2 separate regions of the Manis pentadactyla genome follow, and region 1 is linked to region 2. A link is a contact called in public Hi-C data. All regions are on one chromosome and are shown on one strand. The core of a region is the stretch at or near the end of the contact, and the rest is flanking DNA. Distances in the headings are between cores, read along the strand shown.

Region 1 (4,832 bases), core at 1,154-3,653, 130 kb before region 2:
CTCTCTGCTCCAAACACATTATGATCATATATTTCCATCTCAAGCTAATCTCAATCATTCCATTCAAATTCTGAAAGATGTCTGTAATGCCTCCTCTAAATTTCTTTAAGTATTTGAAAAAGGAAAAAATGTGAATAACAACAAAAGCTAAAATGGATTGACAAAGTCTTACTGACTTATTAACAGACTCCAAAATATTATTTCACTCAAAGGGTTATAATTAAAATTTTGAACCCAATGTTTCCTTATCAGATTCAGTTAAGATACACTGGAGCAATATGATAGCTATTTGGATGAAAGCATTTCAATTATAATAATAGTAATAACAATGCAGTGATCATTGTTAACAGCGAATACTTGTTATGTAATAGGTTCTGCGGTATTAAATAATTTAGTCTTCACAATAACCCTGGGGGTTGGAAATTGTTTTTCCTATGCAGATGGAGAAATAAGGTTCTGGAGAAATAAGGTTAATTCTAACACACAAAGTTAGAATTAATTATGCAATGAAGCTAGGACTGCCCTACTCTCTAAATTCACTATGGTGACCCACATTTCAAACTGCTTTAATTTCCCCTTCTAAAGATGTCAACTTGATCAATTTTTCTTGGTAACTCTCTCCTACATCTAGGTAGCTCATCCAATAAGATAAATTGAAATCTGCCATTCAAGAAGAGAAAAGTTTCCTTCCTAATCCTTATTCCGCCCATTCAAAGCAATTGATGTAAAACCAAGTAAAACCATCTACAATTGTTCATGTTGCTGAGCCCAGCCCAGAGCACTTACCTTGGGCCTGAAAAGCTCCATGACAGCAATCTTCCCATACATGCCCACCTCTTTGACGGGCCGAAGCCCCTCTGCAGTGACCACATAGATCTCTAATCTCGTATTTTTGGCAATCAACAGGTTCAAGTCTTCAGCTGAAGTAAAGTGTCCTGTAAGAACAGATCCTCTAACTTTTGAAGCCAGGACACTATCTAAATAATCCTACCACTTCTACCTAATTACCTCCAGGATTATCCTTTACTTCACATATTTCTCCGACTCCCTCCATTCACTCCCTTCTCACCAAATCCAGAACCCATACATTTAAGAATGTCACTTCATACATTTAAGAAAGCTACTTCTCTAATTCGGACTAAGACAAACTGGACTGGGCTTAAGAGCAGGAATGTCCTTCAGCTGACAGTGACCGTGAAAACCCTTCAGATGGGTCTGTGCCCCCAAATTTTAAAGCTTTTCCTATTACGGTGGCAGGCTAACCTCTCACTAAGGGATGCGGGAGAAAGTATTCATCTTTATTCAGTCCTTATCTAAATTCTTACAAAATCCTTACCAAGTCAAATTTAGAAAAGTCTGAGAGGTTCATATTAAAACACTGTTTTGTCCACACCTCTTACCCTCCCGACAGTCTACCAATATCCCCGTGCACAACCTTTCACCCCTCCAACTCTCGAAACAACAGTGCTGTACTGGAATCATGGTTAGGATTTACATAAACATTTAAGTTTGAGGTCTTTATACTCTAATGAGAACGTGGTTCAAGATGATTATTCCCGGGTTCTAGGAAACTGTGTCCTTAACAATCCTTGCCTAGTCAACAAGGCAGACTGGGCGCTGGACTGGGCCATCCAAATCACCTTCTGCAGCTTTCTCAAGTAAACAACAGCCCCAGGCAAGGACTCCTTTCCTTTGGGTGAGGGCAGACATTCCTCACATCCCTCCACCTCCTGCACCCCCCGGGCTCTCCTACATGAAAATTCCAACCCAAAAGTCGCCATCACCACCGGCCCTTCCCCTGACCATACGAGAGCAATCTCGGGGCCCGAGCAACACCGCACGATCAACTCACACTTCGCTCTCTGTCCCACTGGGCCCGTCCCTGTCCTCGAGGCCAAGTGACCTCCCAGAACGAAAGGAGACCCTCAAGAGCAGCTTTTACTCCCCAAAAGGCGCGTGTTGAGATAGCTTCTTTGGAGTAGTGGGTCGGGGGAGGGCCCTCAGGCGCCAGCGCCTTCCATTCCCCGGACCCGGTCCTGCACCGCCACCCCAGGAGCGCGGGCCTCCCTAGGCCTCGGCTCCCCTCAGCTCCCTTCCTCGCCGGGGTTTCCGGCTCTGGCAGCCTCACCGGTCACGCAGCCGTTCACTGCGGTGGGCTTCTGTGCCGTTACCACGTAGTTGTACGACATGTCGAGGCCTGGGGCGGCCCGTCGGGATTCGAGCGCAACGATAGAGAGACGGACACAAATGAGGTGACAGGGGGCCCCCACCCGCGCAGCGAACTCCACCGCCGCTGCCTCCGCCCCAGATGCACGTTGCAGGCCAGAGTGGACGCGGCGCAGGGTATCACGGGACGGCCTCACCTGGCATCTTGGAGGACTCACAGAGCCCGAGGCAACCAACCGGATGAGGCTCCGCCCCCGGAGGCCCCGCCCACCTCGTTCCGCCGGAGCCCGGAGTACCCGGATGCGGGAGCGCCGTTGGGGTCCCTGGAACCGTGGCCGTTACAGAGGTGGCAGTGCGGGCGTGAGCAGGTGGGGGAGGTGCACCGAGGCCCCCTACGCCTTCGGAGCCGACCCGCCGACCTCAGCCCCAGACAGTGCCCCTCACCCTTCCCTTCCCAAGACCCCGTTCTCTCCACCTTCCGTTGCTCTAGGAGCCCGCGGGCTGTTCCTCTTTTGGAATCGGAAGCACTGCAGAGACCTAGAGAGGGGAGGGAGGTGACAGCAATTTGTGCACCTCCCAGACTAGAACTGAGGTCGTACCTTCCTCCCCTTAGCCCTTCCAGTTTCTCCAAACTAGCTGGTACCCTCACCTGACCTTAGAATGACCCATCACCCACCTTACCTCAGGGGATACTAGGATGCTCATCTCTCAGGTTTAAACTGCGTTTTATTCTTAGACTTTGAAGGACCCACCAGACCACTTGCCCAGACTTATTAGTGCCCCCATTGCTGTACAAATTCTGACCTTAGACTCAAAACCATATTTCTGTGCTGAGAGCATTAATGACCCAGAAATAGCCCCGCAACTTACAGGCCACTCCACATCAGACGGGCTCTGCAAGGGGTAGGAGAAGAACCACGTGGCATCAGTAAAACCCCATTTTACAGATGAGAAAGCTGAGGCTCAAGGGAGTTGATTTACCCCAGATCCCTCAGTAACTCAGAGGCAGAGCTAGGTGCAGAGCCAGGTGTGGAATCCTTCCACTGCAGACATACAGTGAACCCAAGACCCTTGGATCCAAGACCGCATCTGAGCCAGACTGAACTGAGGGGACTTAAAGCATCATTGTGTTTACAAATGTGGTTTCCCACACCAGAGACTCTGTGCCTTACTTTCGAGCCACTGAATTCTCAGAAAGAAATTAGGCTTTTTAGAAAGGCTAGACATTGGTTTGAGTCCTGGCTCTTACTGGTTTGACGTGGACAAGTCGCTGGAGTCAGTTTCCCAGAAGTGAAATATAGGGTCACAGACTCAGCCGTCTCTCGTGGTGTGGTGCCAACGCGAACAAGAGCAAGTGTGTGAAGATCTTTGTAAACCTACTGCACATGATACCTATGTAAGAGATGAAGTTCCTTTATGGGTAACTTGGCCCCTTGGTGATGAGGTGGACACTGCCGCTGGGCAAAAAGGCAGCTCTGTGCATAACACGGGTCAATCTGTCTTCTGTAAGCCAAGTGGAGGTCTGAAACTTGATTGCCCCATGCTCTTTTCCACACGCAGCTTGTACTAGAGTTTGGACTTAGATCAAAGTCTTAGGCAGCTCCCCAGTTACTAGGGCCCTGGAAGCATGATTGTGCAGTAGGCTGTGAGTGACACAAGCCGTGCATATTTACTCCCCCCTGCAGGTGCTCCTTCCAGCTTCTGTGTGCTCAGACCCAGGCAGCACCCACAGGATTGCCTGTCCTCCAGCAGCTCAGTGCAAAGGTGTGAACTCAGCTTGCTTCACAGTCTTTCCACCATGGTGAGTCCCATGCGGGCCAGAGCAGGGGAAGGACACCATGGTCTTGGAGCAGTGGGGGTGCCAGCTCTGGGCATGCTGGACTTCCTTACACCCTGACCTAGAGATGCTGCTGCCTCCTGAGGTTCAGAGAGGTTCAGAGAGAGGGTCACCCTCCCTCTCAGGGCCAGATCCCTGCTTCCCTCCATTTCCCAGCTGGTTCCAGCCAGGTCTGGGGCTGCAGCTGAGTTGCTCCAGGGCCTATCTACTCTGGGTCTGAGGCATGCATTTAGATAAGAACATTTAGAGTTACCCACTATGTAATAGACATTGTGCCAGTCACAGAAGGAGCTATGAAGAAGGACCTGGTACCTGTTACTGAGCCTGGGGCATGTGTGGGCTTGTCCCAGGGTGGGATCTACACTGCAAGAGTCTGAGCATGTTCCTGAGCACTGCTTTGGGCCCACTCTAAAGCTGATCTGAACCAGAGTAGTTCTTGGACAGACCTGAGTTCAGATTTCAGCCTGACACCAACCAGCTGTGTGGCCTTTTGCAGTGCCTACTCCTTTCCTTTCTTATCCTCTCCAGCCACTAGGAACCCAGGGATGGCACTATTCCCCAAGCCCTTTCTGGCGCTAGTTTGGGAATGGTGGCAATCCCAGGCAGGACAGACTGTCAGGGATGGCAAAGGGGCACATTCTTGGAGGGTGGTGGTGCTGGAGGCTGGGCTTGGTGTTGACAGTTCACAACTGCATTGTCTACTCCAGACCCTGGCAGGCTCTGAGAGCCACAAGTACATGCTTTTCCCAGGGAACCAGCTTTGGAGCCAAGCAGACCTGGGCACTTGCTGGCTGTGTAATCTTGGGCAAAGTCATTTAACTGTGCCTCA
Region 2 (4,891 bases), core at 1,424-3,923:
CCATAGCCTGATCATTGCCTGACATACTGCACAATGCATTATGTTGATTATCTCTACTCATGGGAATATGAATTCCACAAAGGCAGGTGTTTTTATCTATTACATTCACATGCACGGTACTCCCCAGTGCCTAAGCATACAAGTAGTAGGGGCTTAATGTTTGTTGAATGAATACCTGAATGAAGGCAATGACTCAAGTTCTGGGGGCTGCAGGTAAGGAGAGTGGGCCATGGCATGAAGGACATCATCACTTTCTTTTTATACCAATGAGAGAGTTGGACTAGACCCCCCAGGAGACCAAGAACCCATGGGAATTGTACCCCTCACTGGGTGAGTTCCTGCCTCTATGCACTTTTTTCTAGGATGAGGTTCCCTAGTATTTTGCAGACATTTAACAGAGCCTGTGATCTCCCAGAGGAGCTAAGCACCCTCCCTGCCCTAACGTTTTGTGGTGGGCTCCAATAGGCTCAAACCCTCGCTTTCTAAGAACTATGATGCAAACATTCCATGATCTTATTCAAGGCCAGCAGCCACAGTGGTCCTGCCCCAAAGAGGGCACAGGAATAAGAGGGGGCCTTGGTGGGTTTCTTCCTTTTCTTTAAAAGAACATGGATAGAAAACAAGTATGACAAGATGTGAACAATTGTCAATGCTGAATTCTGGGCTCAGGGGTGTTTATCACAGAGAGTTTGTACTTTTCTGAATTTCAAAATTTTTCTTTAAAAAATACAGATTTGGAGGTGGGCTGGACAGTTATAACTCATGGTTAGGGATGAAGAGGCGGGGTCTCAGGGCCTGCGAGACCTGTGCTTTGGGCATTTTTCCTGTGTGTATGGGCAGAGGCAATGACTGGAGTCTGGGCCCATTCCTGGAGCTGCTGGAGCCCCCTCTGCTCCCCTGCTCCCCCTTCCCAGGTCTCAGTTTCCTGCCTTCCTGGAGATTGGAGAAAGGCTGAGAGGCTCCGTGCTGGGGATGAAGCTAATTCATTACTGACGCCTCAACAAGGACTGGGCACCCGCAGTGCCAGTGTGATTCATCAACATGATTGCCCGCTGCCAGCCTGCGTGGGCCTGGAATGCCAGCACATTTTACCTTTACCCACTGAGCAGGGCCTGGTGGGAGGTGAAGGTACATGATCTACAGAGAGCAAGAAAAAACACCTCAGAAAGAAGAGGGCTAGTCGCCCGTGTCCTTGGGTCCAGGAAGCTCTGCTAGGCTGGTGTATGAGTTGCAGGGACTCATGAGGCCCCTGCCCCTGCTGGCAGAGCCCCAGAGGGCTGCCTGATGATGGAGTGCCAGCTTTGAGCATGTGTGGAGGGGGCTGGCTGGGCTTCCTCCTCCACAGTGAATGTTCCCTTGGGGAAACTGCTTGTGATACTCTTTCCATCTGCCTGGCTGGGTTTTCCTGAGCTTTCTAGTCTCTGAGGTATCACCTCTACCAAGAAGTTCTCCCAAATGAGTAGAAGGGAGAGAGCTGGATTGGCTCCTACATAGGAGCTTGGAACCCCTCTGGCTGGGGCTCAGAATCCTTCTACACCTTTCGTCTGGAGCCTGGGCTCCACCTATTCTTTGCCTGAGGCCCCTACCTAGCCTGGAGTCTCGTCTTCATCTTGTCAGTCTCACTCCCAGGACAGGGTCCCATGGCTGGTTCCTGGCTCAGAGCAATACCTGCCTCTGGGTCCCCATCACCTGTTTACCCCATGACACTCCTTGCCTGATTACAACTGCTGTTGCTCTGCCCTTTCATACCTTTGCCCCAAAAATACATATTGAGTATCTGAGCAAAAGAAGCCAGGAGCCAGAAAAGTAGGCACTAAATAATCTCATTTATATGAAATTCAGGAACAGGCAAAACAGATCCATGATGATAGAGGTCATGATCCTGGTTGCCTCTGCAAGGTGGGGATTGACTGGAAGGGGCACAAGGGAACCTTCTGAGTAAAGGAAACATTATGTGGGTGTTTACGTTTGTCAAAATTCATCTAACTGTACACGTACAATCTATGCATTTCACAGTATGTAAAGTTTGCCTCCATTTAAAAAAACGTTAAAAATTTTCATTGAACGTTTACTATATGCCAGACCCTGTCCCAGCGAGGAAGGAGACTAACTTGCCTGCCCTGTGGAGCTTACGTCATAGGGGATATCGCCATCATGTTGCAGCTGCTGGTTTCAGCCCTTGGGGGGGCCTTCCTCCCTGCCTGAGTGGGGCCGGGAGTGTGGGGGGCAGAGGGCTGGCTGCTGCCCAGAGGTCTGTCTGTACAGCCAGTTACGTGGTCACACAGCTACTTTCAAGGGAAAGCACCACGGAAAAGGCATTGAGTCCGCAGACCCAGCTGCCTGGCTGTAATCCTACTCACTGTGTAACCTTAAGCAAGTTGCCTAATCGCTCCGGGGTTACTTCCCTCATCTTTGATGTGGTATTAATAATGCTTACTTGAAAGTTTTAGCCTTAGAGTTAGTGACTGCGTTGTGAGGGAATTCATTGCGAGAGGTGGCGTCATCATCATTTCTATTTATTGGCGGGGTACGGTTAAGGGCAGACTGCCTGGGTTCAAATACCAGCTACTCACAACCAGGTGACGTTGGGCAAGTCACCCAGCTCAAGTCAAACCTCTCAGAGCCTAAGTTTCTCCCCCTTTAAGACTGGGGTAACGACGGTTACCTACCTCATAGGCGTGTTGCAAGGATTCAGTGCCACGCTGTCAGCAGAGTTCTGGGCACGTGGCAGGAGCACAATAAATGGGAGCGAGTGTTTCTGCCAGGAGTCTGGCAGGACTCTGAATGGGAGCGGAGAAGGCGGCGGCGCCAGCCTGTTTGTGGGAGCATGCGCAGGAGGAGTTACACGATGGGAGCGGGCGTTGGCGGAGCTCAAAGGCGGCTCACTTGCCCACTCTTCTGTCCACGGCAGCTACGCGAGACCTTGAGCGCAGCTGGGGAGACATGGCAGGAGATAGGGGCGTGAGTGCATTAACGGGGGATTTGTTTGGGCAATGGGGGTATCCGGGGCGGGGAGAGGGACGGAGCCAACCCCTGGGTCCCTGCAAATCCTCTAATACCCTGGAAAGGACCAGAAAGTAATACCGTTCCGAGTTACTATCCTAAAGTGACCCCCGCAGGGAGACTGGCAAGCCTCTGGGCCTGAATAGCTGGCAGTGATCTTGCTCTTCAGTTCCTCCTCGAAAGCCGCAGTCCAGAGCTCTGGGTCCCACTCCAGCGTTTCCTCGATCCTTGGGTCCTTCCGGGACATGCCTCTCTGGACGCGCACAACCCCACAACAAACAGTTTGCTGTGTCTGGAGGTGTAGACAGTATCGGACGTCGGGGCTGTGTTGGCATAGTGCCAGGCTTGCGGGGCGTCGACCTTGGGTTCCCTTGGCGAGCGCTGGCTCCCGGAAGCGCCGACGGGGGTCGGGCCCGGGTGCCAGGACCAGGCTCTGGTGGCACCTTGGCCCCGCCCCACCCCGCCCTCCCTCCGTCTCATTGGCAGCCGCACGCGCGTCGGGGGTTGCCAGGGCGACGGGTCGCTGAGCTGAGAGTCAGCGCGAACCTAAGCCAGTCGGCCTCCGGCGGAGGGAGCGGGGGAGGCCCGAGGGCGGGCGGCGGAGAACGGCGCGCTGCGGCGGGGCTCCAAGCGGGCGCCTCCTCCCGGCCCTGCACGGCCCCCCTCCCGGCGCAGGGGCAGGCCGGGGCGGGGGGCCCCGGAGTCGGCACGGCCTCGGCCCCGTCGGGGAGGCTGCGGGGCGCAGAGATGTCTGACCGCGTCGGCGGCGCCGGCCCCGGCCGGGGCCCGTGACCATGGGCATCGCCGAGTCCACGCCGGACGAGCTGCCGTCGGACGCGGAGGAGCAGCTGCGCGGCGGCGAGCAGCAGCTGGAGCTGAGCGGGAGGCGGCTGCGGCGGCTGCCCAGCGCCGTGTGCGCGCTGAGCCGCCTGCAGAAGCTGTACGTGAGCGGCACCGGGCTGCGCGAGCTGCCGGAGGAGATCGAGGAGCTGCGCGAGCTGCGCATCCTGGCTCTGGACTTCAACAAACTCGAACGCTTGCCTGACGGCCTGTGTCGCCTGCCGCGCCTCACGCGCCTCTACCTTGGTGGCAACCGACTGCTGGCTCTGCCCGCCGAGTTCGCGCAGCTGCAGAGCCTGCGCTGCCTTTGGATCGAGGGCAACTTCCTGCGGCGCTTCCCGCGGCCGCTGCTGCGCCTAGTGGCGCTGCAGTCCTTGCAGATGGGCGACAATCGGCTGCGCGCGCTGCCCGCCGAGCTGCCGCGCATGACGGGCCTGCGCGGCCTCTGGCTCTACGGCAACCGCTTCGAGGAGTTTCCCCCCGCGCTGCTGCGCATGGGCCGCCTGCACATCCTCGACCTTGACCGCAACCGCCTGGGCGGCTTCCCCGACCTGCACCCTCTTCGCGCCCTGCGCGTCTTCTCCTACGATCACAACCCGGTCACTGGGCCACCGCGCGTCGCGGACACCGTCTTCCTCGTGGGCGAGGGCGCAGTCGAACGCATGGCCGAGCGCGACGAGCCCACGCCTCGGCCGCGGCCTCGGTGCCCAGCGCGGGCCTTCGACGACGAGGAGGAGGAAGACCTGCTCATAGGGGGCGGGGTCTCCCGGGCTCTGGGCCCCCCCGAGGGCAGCCTCCGAGCCCTGGAAGCCGCTCCAGGACTGGGCACCTGAGCCTGTGCTCTGGGTGATGGACTTCCGCCACTCTGGGAGGAGGGGCTCTGGGAAGGTCTGTGGGAGCTGTGGGCTCCTACTTGGGGCAGCAGAGAGGCTTCTTTGAGTGATCTGTGGGGGACAGGCAGGCCCGGGGACTGTCTTCAGATATTCCAGGGTAGTAAGATGACTGCCTCCTGGCTGATCTCTGGGCAGTTCTAAGACCAAGAAGTCTC

The links. A called contact is a pair of places that touch in the nucleus more often than the background predicts.
Region 1: a Hi-C map of skin fibroblasts shows a contact between it and region 2, with 2.9 times the contacts expected there. The contact joins the promoter of TKFC here to the promoter of LRRC10B in region 2. A contact is called at or near these places in 2 of 3 Hi-C or Micro-C datasets (fibroblasts and skin fibroblasts).

Annotation. Positions count from the first base shown.
Region 1 is chr9:15,797,011-15,801,842 of mManPen7.hap1, reverse strand. It overlaps TKFC (triokinase and FMN cyclase), which reads left to right and starts at 2,403. Exons shown (of 18, transcript XM_057507017.1): 1 at 2,403-2,512; 2 at 3,852-3,967. The coding sequence starts at 2,407. It overlaps DDB1 (damage specific DNA binding protein 1), which reads right to left and starts at 2,336. Exons shown (of 27, transcript XM_036924952.2): 1 at 2,129-2,336; 2 at 787-935. The coding sequence starts at 2,189.
Region 2 is chr9:15,665,453-15,670,343 of mManPen7.hap1, reverse strand. It overlaps LRRC10B (leucine rich repeat containing 10B), which reads left to right and starts at 2,673. Exons shown (of 2, transcript XM_036925215.2): 1 at 2,673-2,961; 2 at 3,108-4,891. The coding sequence starts at 3,798. The coding sequence ends at 4,676.